2 separate regions of the Mus musculus genome follow, and region 1 is linked to region 2. A link is a contact called in public Hi-C data. All regions are on one chromosome and are shown on one strand. Each heading gives the region's core, a stretch centred on a gene start, on an enhancer-like site or on the middle of the called end of the contact. The rest is flanking DNA. Distances are from core to core; before and after follow the strand shown.

The links. A called contact is a pair of places that touch in the nucleus more often than the background predicts.
Region 1: a contact with region 2 is called in a Hi-C map of cortical glia, with 2.6 times the contacts expected there. The contact joins two enhancer-like sites. A contact is called at or near these places in 4 of 39 promoter capture datasets (the C10 cell line, the HPC-7 cell line, cranial neural crest and 1 more), 49 of 484 Hi-C or Micro-C datasets (the HL-1 cell line, LSK cells, Sertoli cells and 29 more) and 13 of 115 datasets of contacts at active chromatin or transcription factors (bone marrow-derived dendritic cells, craniofacial prominence, embryonic basal ganglia and 9 more).

Annotation. Positions count from the first base shown.
Region 1 is chr16:91,313,060-91,315,759 of GRCm38.p6, reverse strand. No RefSeq gene overlaps it. Among named protein-coding and RNA genes, the nearest start is that of Olig1, 45 kb to the right of the region's middle. Within about 2 kb of position 1,434, at least 19 of the 459 cell types and tissues checked have an H3K27ac peak or open chromatin away from gene starts, as enhancers often do. A contact at or near this core is called in cortical glia, where this site is marked.
Region 2 is chr16:91,165,463-91,168,359 of GRCm38.p6, reverse strand. The region is part of intron 1 of Gm41492 (a long non-coding RNA gene); the gene reads left to right. It also overlaps Gm9881. Among named protein-coding and RNA genes, the nearest start is that of Gm41492, 34 kb to the left of the region's middle. Within about 2 kb of position 1,274, at least 6 of the 459 cell types and tissues checked have an H3K27ac peak or open chromatin away from gene starts, as enhancers often do. A contact at or near this core is called in cortical glia, where this site is marked.

The DNA.
Region 1 (2,700 bases), core at 185-2,684, 150 kb before region 2:
CTCAAATGTATATGAATGGAAAGGGCTCCCTAAAAGTCTAGACATTATGATCCCCAGCTTTGGGGCCAACAAGGGTGCGGGCCTGGAGAAGCTGGTCTCCTCCTGCCTGCAGTCTTGGAACGTGTTGGTGATGTCATAGTCGAAAGATATGGCGTGCACAGTCTCCAGTGTTCTGAGTGTTTAGCTAGACATTACCAGGAACCTTTAAAATACAGAGTGTGGGTTTCTTCCTGCCAGGAACACCAAGTTGACAGTCCAGACTGTCTGTGTTTGAGAGACAGGAAAGCGTCGGGAAGAAGAGGGACAGAGTGCCACAGAGACTTTCTGGGCAAGGCAAAGGGAAGACACCCTGAGAGAACAGCCATTGCTGACTTGAGACTAGGGGTCAATATACTGGCCACATCATTGGGTCTAGGAAGCTTGGCTCAGAACGATCAATTCATCTAACTCATTTCCCAAGTGGGGGCGGGGGGAGAAAGCTGGGTGAGCGTGATACATTTTTTTTTAGTTAGACACATATGGGTTGGATTCAAAAGTAGTCTTCTGGTGGCTGTGTGAAGATTAAATGTATCAACCAACATATAGAAACATTCCAGCATGGTGCTGGGGACAAGAAATATTACACATCCAGGCACATAACAAATATTGGAATAAGAGCAAGGTTAGGAGAGGCAACTTCCTTAGCTGCCTAAAGACCTTAGCCAACCCCACTGTCAAATGCCCAGAACCCAGAGGCACTGCCTGGGGTCACCTTTGTCTCCATCTCTCTGCCTGTGACCTCTTTATTTTATTTGCAATGGCGCTCCTCCCTCCGAGGAATTCCAAGGTTCTTAACAAACTTTAAATTACCCAAGGGAGACAGGTCCTCCCAGGCAAGAGAGCAAAATAAAGTACCTCTACCAAAATAAATTCCCTCCACCTCCAAGTCTGTCTCCCTCTGCGACACCCCCTCGCCTAAAATAACTCAAACACAACCTGTAGCCAGCCAGGACCGAGCTCCTCTGCACACGAATAAAGGGGTTTTGTGGGAAACCCCAGAAAAGCATTTTAAAAAGCCCAGTGCATCTGTTTTTTAGTTACTGCCCCATGCCATACTTAGAATTCAAGTCCCTCTAGCTCACAGAGGAGCAGATTTTCCTTCTGGGATACTGCCAGATCTGCTGTGATCACAGTGTTATCTGTAGTTTATTGGTTTCCCAGGAGACACAGCTCCTCTGAGGACCAGCCTCCCAAAGAGAAACCTGGCTCTGCTGAGATCGATAAGGCAGAGGGGTGGCTAGGACCCTGGAGCTAGGATCGCAAGATCGCCTCCACCGGTTCTGTGTGTTTAAAGTTTCAGGAAGAAAGGGACTCATTTGCTAGTTGTTGGGGTAAGACTGTGATGGAGTCCAAGAAGTCCGTGAGTTTGTAGTGCACTAGCCAGTAAGGGGCGCTGTTGATCGAAAGAACTAGTGGGTGTTGCCCGCGCACAGCGGCTCTTTGCTGGGAAAGAACTGATGAGAGCCTGTAGGCGAACAGGAGTCTTCAGGCCAGAGCCTCGCTCCACCTGAGCAGTTTCTGAATGGAAGCCCATCCCCCGGGGCAGGCTTCCCGCCCGAGGGGCTCCTCTTACCGCGGTGCATCTTAGGTCTTCATTTTTATTTTGTTTTGTTGTTTTTGTTTCTACCCTTTTCTTCTTTTCTTAAAAAAAAAATTGCACATATATTTTGACAGTTTCTCTCCTCTCCCTCAACCCCTCCCAGATCCTTCGAATCCCCCTACCCTTCTGACTTTATGTTCTTTTCTCTGTCTTTAAACAAAAAACGAGACAAGACAAAAAGAAACGCACGCACACAACCCACAAGAAAAGAGAGAAAGAAAGAAAGAAAGAAAGAAAGAAAGGAAGGAAGGAAGGAAGGAAGGAAGAAAGGAAGAAAGAAAGCAAGCAAGCAAAATGGGGCAAAAAACCCTCTTGAGTTCATTTGTCAGCTGACTGCTCCTGGGCAGGAGACCTATACTGAAATTGACTACGTGCTTTGGTTGACAGTTAACTAAATTGTTGGCCAAAGTCTCCAAGTGTGTGTGTGTGTGTGTGTGTGTGTGTGTGTGTGTGTTGGGGTGCTGTCCTAGAGAAAGGGAAAAGAAAAGAACAGATTTTTGAGATGCTGAACTGAACGTCCCATTTGCGATGGGATCTATGGTCATAATTGAATGTTATTGATCACGTGCAGCCCCTTAAGAACGGGCCATCCATTTAGCCTGGGTTTTAGAGAAAACACGGAAATGGCGCTGCGGCCATGTCCCATGCTCATAGTAGAAAGGCCCTTGGACACGCCTGCAGTGAAGGGCTGGCTGTATAAACACAAATAATGATTTAACTACTACTAATAAATATTATCATTATTGAGGCAAGATCTCATGTAGCCAGAATTGCTTCAAACTCACTCCATAGCTAAGGATGGTCTCGACTCTCTAATCCCCCTGCCTCCACATCCCAAGTGTTAGGATCATAGGAGCCCACTATCCACGAAGTGTTTGGACTTGAACACAGGACCTTCTGCATTCTAGGAAAGCACTCAGCCCCCGCACTACATCCTTAAAGCATGTATGCAAATTATTAACAGACAGCCTTGTAGCAAGGCTTACCCCACACTCCGCTGGCGGTATATGAAACAGTGGGGCCTCCTGCTGTTTGCTTGGATTTCTTTCTCTCCCTCAGCG
Region 2 (2,897 bases), core at 25-2,524:
GCGTTTTTCACAGCAACCACTTATTACAATTAGTTTAAAAAGAGTGAGAGAGAGAGAGAGAGAGAGAGAGAGAAAAGCCAACATGGGTTGAATTGACACTTTTCTGAGTCTGGACAGTGCAATTGTTCTGGAAAACAATGCTCACATCTTTGTTTGAAAGTGGAAAAAGAAAAAGAAAAAAAATTTTAAAGAAAATAAGAGTAGTAAGAGAACAATGTATTTCAAGCAGCAAATCTGTGCCCGAGTGTGGAGGGAGCCCTTTGAGGGTTTCATTGGCTTCGGTGTCTGGAACTCCAGCTCCCCCTCTGCACTGAATCCAAATGCTTTGCTCGAAAACACAGGAATGGAAGCAATATCCCAGCCAGCTCCCCACGGGTTGACAAACTACTCCCAGAATCTAAACTGAAGAAGAATTTGGTGACACAGGTACAGTCCCAGAGGTGATGCCATTGAAGTAAGAAACCATCTGGATAACCCAGGGTATGAGAAGACTTGCACTAATGTATCTAGAGTCCCTGTTAGGTGGACTTAAGAGGTATAAGGTGCTATGTGGCCACACAGTCTCAGAAAACTCACAGTGGGTGTTAAATGTCATCACAAGAATGAGAACTAAAGCCGGGTGGTAGTGGCGCATGCCTTTAATCCCAGCACTTGAGAGGCAGAGGCAGGCAGATTTCTGAGTTCGAGGCCAGCCTGGTCTACTGGTCTACAGAGTGAGTTCCAGGTCAGCCAGGACTGCACAGAGAAACCCTGTCTCGAAAACAAAACAAAACAAAACAAGAATGAGACCTAAAGAACCACAGTGCATTTGTAAATTGTCTTGTCTTACCCATCCCACCCTATACATTTTCTTCCAATTCATATGGTATGTGCCAAGCATTCAGTTTTATCTGGCAATAAATAAATAAAAATGTAATAGGAGAGAAAAATAACTTGGAAGCATATTGAGTCCTGAGACCGCCCTTGAGCCCAGAAATCAGGTACCCCTAGCCCAGTTCTGCTTTGCTTTGTCTTCTGTAGGGACACCCACTTTCAGGCCACCACAGAGCCACTCGGAATAATGCTATCGTGTCCTCAGACCAGCTTCCTGCTAAGCATGCCCTTGAGGCTGAGTTCTAGACAGGAGACCATGGAAGGGAGCAAGTGTCCTTAAATGAGGGAACAGTCCTTTTCTCTGTGCTCCTTGCTCCCTGTAGAATGGAAGGCAGTACACCTGGCACTCCCTGCAGCTTCTTCCCACAGCCTGGGAGTCTTTGTAAGGATGTCATTGTCAGCATCCAGTAGAGGCAGCAGAGAGCACATGAGCATCACCCTGTGAAGTCTCCTGATAGCAGGGAGTAGGGACAAGGAGCAGAGACTGGCACAGTGCAAGCCCACATGCAAAAGAATAGGAATGGGCACAACACTACACACACACACACACACACACACACACACACACACACACACACAATCAATTCAAAATGTTCCAGAAATCTAAAGGGAAGGGCTGTGCTGGAGAGATGGGTCAGCGGTTAAGAGCACTGGCTGCTCTTCCAGAGGTCCTGAGTTCAATCCCAGCAGCCACAAGGTGGCTCACAACCATCTGTAATGGGATCCGATGCCCTCTTCTGGTGGTGTCTGAAGACAGTGACAGTGTGCCCACATACATAAAAAAAAATCTTAAAAGGAGAGAGAGAGAGAGAGAGAGAGAGAGGGAGAGGGAGAGGGAGAGGGAGAGAGAGAGAGAGAGAGAGAGAGAGAGAGAGAGAGAGAGAGAGAGAGAGAAGAGGAGGGATAACTCTTTGTGGCCTTGGCTGAGGCAATGCTCTCTTAGCCAGAACTCTAGAAGCAAAACTAACTAAAAAAAGGCAACTGTGTGTTGGTAGAAGGGAATGTCTTCGTGCTGTGAATAACGGCCACAAGAAAATGAAAATGCAGGCCCCAGAAAGGGAAAAAGTCATATGTCTGGGAAGAGAGGACTACCTAGTCTATTTATATCTTGCTTGCAAAATGGCCAGCCACTTAAAAACACATGAAGAACTGTACCATACTGTGTCTGTACATATAAAAGACATGTTCTGAGATCTTCTCTACTAGATACATGATAAGTTAGCCCGTTGTTAACCACCTGAGAGCAGCTCACACACACCAGGGTGGGTGAGAATCAGAGACAGTAATTACAAGTGCCAGTGAGGGTTTGGAGACATCGGAACCCTCCTGCCCTGCTGGTGGGAGCGAATAATGATGCAGCTGATTAGGAAAACAAGTTGGCAGATCCCCAAAAAGCTTAAAAATAGAGAAGCCATATGCCCCAGTAATTCCACCCCTTGGTTTATATCCAAGAGGAATGAAAACATATGTCTAAACAAAACTGCTATATAAATGTTTACAGCGCCATTATTCACAAACAGGAAATGGCAGACACAACTGATGTTAGAATTGTGGAAAAGACATTGGAGATGAGGAGAACTTGAGATCAGGGGTCAGGTATCTGCTGCTTTAAGAGCCATGCAACTCTCTTTGCAAACAACCTGGGCTTCCATTACTCGAGAACTTCACATCTGACCTTGAAGGAACCACTTAACACATACTGTTTTGAGACTAGAAGTTAAAGGATCCAGGCATCGAAGTATCTAGCTTTCATATTTTCTCAGCCCAGCCATTCTCGTTTGCTTTCTGTTGATGTGATAAACACCACCACGGAAGATACATCGGGAAGGAAAAAGTTTACCTAGTGTATAGCTTACAGCTCATCATCAAGGGAAGGAAGCCAAGGCAGGAACTCAAGCAGAGACCGTGGGAGAAAACAGGTTTGCATCCAGGCTCATGGTTAGCTACCTTTCTTACACACTCCCGGGGATGGTAGGAGCCACAGTGGACTGGGTCCTCCCACATCAGTTAGAAGTTAAGAAAAT